Regions from separate parts of the Mus musculus genome. Here region 1 is linked to region 2. A link is a contact called in public HiChIP or PLAC-seq data. All regions are on one chromosome and are shown on one strand. The core of a region is the stretch at or near the end of the contact, and the rest is flanking DNA. Distances in the headings are between cores, read along the strand shown. Region 1 has its middle 74 kb from the start of Gm31529. Region 2 overlaps Pstpip1 (proline-serine-threonine phosphatase-interacting protein 1).

What was found. HiChIP or PLAC-seq counts read pairs in DNA pulled down with a chosen protein or histone mark.
Region 1: a FOXA1 HiChIP or PLAC-seq map of pancreatic cancer cells shows a contact between it and region 2. The contact joins two enhancer-like sites. A contact is called at or near these places in 7 of 484 Hi-C or Micro-C datasets (B cells, the C2C12 cell line, the HL-1 cell line and 3 more), 9 of 115 datasets of contacts at active chromatin or transcription factors (T-cell acute lymphoblastic leukemia, bone marrow-derived macrophages, embryonic stem cells and 5 more) and 4 of 9 other capture datasets (adipose tissue, embryonic stem cells, liver and 1 more).

The regions. Positions count from the first base shown.
Region 1 is chr9:56,504,833-56,507,532 of GRCm38.p6, reverse strand. No RefSeq gene overlaps it. Among named protein-coding and RNA genes, the nearest start is that of Gm31529, 74 kb to the left of the region's middle. Within about 2 kb of position 1,407, at least 268 of the 459 cell types and tissues checked have an H3K27ac peak or open chromatin away from gene starts, as enhancers often do. A contact at or near this core is called in the HL-1 cell line, embryonic fibroblasts and pancreatic cancer cells, where this site is marked.
Region 2 is chr9:56,127,065-56,129,764 of GRCm38.p6, reverse strand. It overlaps Pstpip1 (proline-serine-threonine phosphatase-interacting protein 1), which reads right to left. Exons shown (of 15, transcript NM_011193.3): 13 at 2,228-2,280; 14 at 1,905-2,038; 15 at 875-1,176. The coding sequence ends at 1,045. Among named protein-coding and RNA genes, the nearest start is that of Tspan3, 33 kb to the left of the region's middle. Within about 2 kb of position 1,359, at least 76 of the 459 cell types and tissues checked have an H3K27ac peak or open chromatin away from gene starts, as enhancers often do. A contact at or near this core is called in the HL-1 cell line, embryonic fibroblasts and pancreatic cancer cells, where this site is marked.

The sequences.
Region 1 (2,700 bases), core at 158-2,657, 380 kb before region 2:
CTGCAGGCTCAGGGCTGAGGACCCGGTAATGAAGTCTTTCTGGAAGGTAGGAAGGGCTGTGTGCAGTGTGCTATTTTTAAACCTGCTGTAGTGGCAGTTGTATTCCTGCCCTGGCACTTTCTCTTGCAGAGGAGGGGCTCGGGGGAATGCAGCCAGGAATTTAGATGCTATTTATTGTATTTCCTTTTATCAGTCAAATGATTTTCTTATTTCCCACGTAGATAAAGATCTTGCGCTCCCAGCTTCGGCTTGTTGACCTTGTCAGGACCGCTGTGCTGTCTGGAAATTGGTCCCAGAGAGAGAGAGAAGGGCATTGTTGTTAGGGGCTGTTTGGTGGTTTGGGTTTTCAGTCCTCCCAGCAGAGAGGAGCTCAGTTTGCCAAAAATAAACAAATAAAAATCTTCCCCTCAAAACAGAAACTGATTGTCTTATGCCTTCTATTTTTCTCTTGCAAAACTGAAAGGTTGTCCAATAAGTTTGCTTCAGTAGCTTTCTGCACCTGGCTTGGGAGCTTGGGCAGCGCGCGCGCGCGCGCGCGCGCGCACACACACACACACACACACACACACACTTCTCTCCCTCCCCTCTTTCTTCCTCATTTCTTTTCCTTCACCGTTTCCCTTCCTTTCTCCTCCTCTCCCTCTCTTCTTCCTCTTTATCTCCCTCCTTCTCTCTCCCTCCTCCCTCTCTTCCTCCCTACGCCCTTCCTTTTCTCCCATTTTCTACCTCTTTCCTCTCTCCTTCTCCCCTTCTCTCCTTCTCTCGCTCTCTGTCGTTTCCCCTCCCTCAACCCGGCGAATCGACTCTGGCAGTGCTGCAGAGCCTTCTTCTTGGCAGGAAACAGGGCAGAGGGCGGGGCCTCCCTCTGTCTGTGTTGCCAGCTCCTGGAGGTGGAGATGCCAGTATGCCTGAGCTGAGCCATGGCAGCTTCCACTCTGCTGGAAGCCTCGGAGGCAGCCAGGCCTCTGCCAGCGCCTTCCAAGGGCACAATGAGGCCACAGGGCTGCCTCTCGGCCAGAGGCCTCCTCGTGGGCACGCTGCCCCTATTGTCTCGCCTGGCTTGGGATTGCTGGCTAGGTTCTCATGCAGAAGTCAGCGCCACTGCCTCTCACCTCGGAACTAGCTCAGCAGATGCTGCGGGAGGCTGGAGTTTTATAGCAAATCCTCATTTTTGGCTGGCTCGCAGCTACAGAACATCAAAAGAACCAGCTAGTCCGAGGGCAGCCAGCCTCTTGCAGGCTCGCAGTGGGAAGAAAAAGGAGGTGCAAGGCCTCCAGCATGCCACGGTGAGCCAAGGTTTTAACCAGGAACTTGCTTTCCAGACCCCTCGGGTCCTTTCCCTCCACCGCGGTGCTGTCTGATCTGGACAGCAGAGGGCGCTGCTTCCTCTGACAGCACAGCGACCCAGTCTGGCTTCCCACATCTGGAAATGGGCTCTACCACTCTTACGAAATACCAGAGAGCCGGGGATCTGTCTGTGTGAGACGTGCTGGCACCCGAATGCACACGCATACACATCATGAATTCCACTTTCTCATGAGTTAGATTTCCCGTGAAGAGCGCTTGTGGAATGTGGGGAATTTGCCTTGCCAAGGCGGCCAGCACATCCTATTCTTGGGCTTGTCTGGCCCAGGTTGGAATGCTTGGATGGACCACCCTCTGGTCTGAAGCCTTTACCCTCCCCTCCCACGTGGAGAGGGGAAGAAAAATGGGAGACCTCCCAGATCTTTTTCTCAAGGGAAGAAAATTAAAAATGTTCAGCGCTGACCTTATAGGCCTTCCTGATGAAAGCAGATGTGGACAGCCAAGCAGCTTCCTAATTACAAGAGATTAGGAACGCCAAAGTGACAAGCCAAGGATGGAGGAGGACAGGGCTGAAGCCAGCCAAAAGCCCTCGTTGCTATTCTGAGTCTGCTCTCCAGACTTCTGAAAGCTGCATGCATTTAAATGTCCACATTTTCTGCAGAAGCCAGAAATCTCTACTTCTCTTGGCCAAACAACACATCAGTCTAATATGGTGTGAGAGAAATATGTTACATTCTTTTATGAACAGAATGTTAACATCAACCAGAATCAATATTTATATCCAAGAACACAATGAACTGGCTTGTTTTGGACTGCACGAGTTTAAGACTGGGACATTGGGAAAGAGTGGGGGGCCCTTCCCTCCCCACCCCTGAAAGACAGACAGGCTGAGGCTCAGGCATCCCAAAAGCGTTCTGCTTGGAAGTCTGGCCTTGGGTCCTTTCCCTGCCCTGCAGGGCTCCTGTCTCTTGGGATTGTAAGAAGAAACCAGAGCAGCAGGCGAAGCCGGATTCCATGATGAGGTGCAGGATGTGAACCCGCATCCTGTAGGCAGGTCAAGGCCTCCTCCTGTCAAGCTAGGAGAGAAGGGCCAGGGCCAGGCCTGCATCCGGCCTTTCCTGCTGAACTCAGACTACTAGGTGCTGACACAGGACAGAGGGACACTCGGAAGCTGACAAGGACCAGAAGGGAGTGTTGCCCCTATGTAGGTGGATTTTTTTTTTTTTTTTTTTTTTTGGACCAGGCAGTTACTTTCAGGTGAGGCAGGGGCTGGGAAAGAGGCCGAAGCATCCCTACCTCCATCAAATAAATGTCTTTATTCCTTCACATTGACTTTTTTTTTTTCTTCCAACTTTTCCTCCTCTGGAGTCAGCTACTTGCTCCCTGCATGTAAAA
Region 2 (2,700 bases), core at 110-2,609:
GTCTGCCACATACTGTGCCAAGAAGCAGTGATGGCAGACGCCTCAGAACAGCTAGCCTGATCCTCAGCCCCAGAGCCTTGGTTCCAGGCAATCTGCTGCCTGGACCCAGCCTGTAAAGTGCCCTCATGTCTGAGATGGATAAGAGAGCACAACCCAAAGGCGGCCCAGCCTTGTCAATCTGCATGGTTGCTTAGCCAAGCCTGCCTTTCTGCTCCGGTGAGGATCAGAGAATGGAGATGCATTGGTGATGAACATGGAGGAGCCTTGCAGCAACCCCCTCCTCCCCCCTCTCTAGACCATACTTGCTCACAGTTTCACCTCTGGCTGCTGACATTTGCCTGGTACATGGTTAGGCCTCTATTGCTGGCTTCCAGGTGGGCAGGCAGGGAAGCCACGGGCCCACAGCTGGTTCCTGTGAGGTAGGCACAGACATGACGGGGTCGTGTCAAGGAGGAACACTGAGGGCTGTGTGCCGCCTCCAGAGCCACCAGCACTTTCTCGTCCCCAGCAGTCTTCTTATCCCCTATGTTCTTATGTATGCTCAGACATTTGCCTTCTGGCAAACGTGGCTGCTGCCGCCTCTCCACATCCTTCTGTGCCCCACTTCCCTGTCACAGGATGCCTCATCTCATTGTGGCCCTCCTGAGCCCCTCTCACTTGCATCTTCCTGGCTGTCCCAAGTATGAATGTAGCTCTGGCAGCCTGGGAGCTTCGGGCACCTGGGTCGAGGCCTCTCCTCTGTCCCTGGCTGAGACTGGGCCTGACTGCTCCTGTTAGTGGCAGAGCTCTGTTCTCCCAGCCTCTGTATACTCTGGCTCTCTGGATCGAGGCCCTGGACACTGGGTAAGAGAAAAGGACCCCAGCAAAGGAAGAATGTGCCGCTTTACTCCTTCTGGGAGACATTTATTGAGAGTAGCCAGCACCCAGCCCATTCCCAGCACCACCGGGCTTGGTTCTGGCCCCGTGAGGCCTGGGCGGTGATGGAAAGAAACAGTCCTGACCTCACAGTCAGGGCGGAGGTATGTGGAGACTGCTAGCCTTTCCTCAGAGCTTCTCCAAGTACGACCCAGGGACAAAGCCACGTTGTCCGTTCCGCTCCACAGTCCACCAGCCATCCTCCCCTTCCAGGATGACCGCCAGGATGTCTCCCGCGGAAATGTCCAGCTCATCAGAATTCTGGGCAAGAAATGGCAAGTGTGTGAGATGGGAGGAGCCACCAGGACGGGGTGCTGTGCTCTGCGGCCCCCACTTTGGCAGTGCATGTTTGTCTCCCAGGGCAAGCAGTCTGCTGAGTCATGCTAAGGCCTCCAGAGTGGTTCCTTTGCAGATAGACAGGCTGTGGGGTTTCCCCAAAGGCACTTGGCCTCCTAACAAGCTCAGGTTGTCATGGAGACCTCCCATCCTGGACTTCTCTCACTGCTCCAACCACTGCAGCTCCTCAGAAGTGCTTGTCACAACGTAAGGGCAAGCTCTAGACAAATCACACAGCAATCTACTGCTACCTGAGTACCCTGTTACTGTCCAGGTCTGTACCCCTGAATGTGACCTCAGTACAGCCCCATCTAGCTTGCCTACATGTCTGCCTATATGTGTGGGTGTATTAGCCCAAGTTCAGGGCCTGCCTTCCAGGTCTACCCCTACCCCCTTAAGCCCAGGGCTTGTGTTGGACTTCAGTCCATCTCAAGCACAGATGCTCTGTGGGTGCCCTGCCCACCTTTCTCCAAGGATGTCAGGAAATAGTTCCAGGGCAGCTCAAGGACTCATTTTTGGTCATTGTGCACAAGGCCTGATCTATCCACAGCAGATCCTGGTCCAGCAGATGTCCACTGAACTATTCCAGTCTCTGGTGCTATGTAAGTGCTCACGCCCCAGGCGTGCTCCCAGGCACAAGGGGAAGCCCTCACCTGTGCGGTGTAGTCGTAGAGTGCCCGGTAGTCCTGGGCTGATGAGTTAAGGTTTCCCTGGGTCGCCTGCACTTCGATGGATGCGTAGACCAACTCATTCCGCTCAGGGGTGGGAGTCAGAGTCTCTGTGGAAGCTGAGAGCAGGATGAGGCCCGAATCTGAGACTGCTGGGGTGGGGCTTAATCCTACACCATCCACACTCTTGGACAGAATACCTTTTCCCTCTGGGACATTAGTGTTCCATCAATGCTATACAGGAGTCCTCTCATCCCCACTGGTGGGAGACATGTCCCCTCTCCCATTAGCCCTTCCCCCTTATTTACCAGCAGGAGCAGAAGGTGTGGTCTTGGGACTTCCATGTAGCAGCCCAGAGAACCTGGTGGTAGGGAGGAGAGAAGAGGGGTAGGCCTTGCCTTACCTCACTGGAAGCAAAGGGGATAATTGGGAATTCTCAGCGCTTCAGGACCTCTGCCAACCTGCTACCACCACAGGCCTCCATGGCAGCAGGCCTCCCCACAGCCATTCCTGATAGTCCCTTCGTTCTCAGCATCCTCTCCTCCCATGGTCACTCTCCTGGTCATCTCCGCACCTGCAGCCAGCAGGGCCCCATCCCCACCAGATCCCCAGCCCCAGGCTCTGTGGGGAGGAGGAAGCTACCTTTAAAGTTCAGCTCCCACATATCTTGCCAGGCCCAGCCAGTGTGGGCCAAGCAAGTCGTCTTTTCCTTGGCTGCGCAATGACTAGGCCAGGTCACCCACAGGACACAGAACTAGGGCCTTGGCACCTGACTACAGCC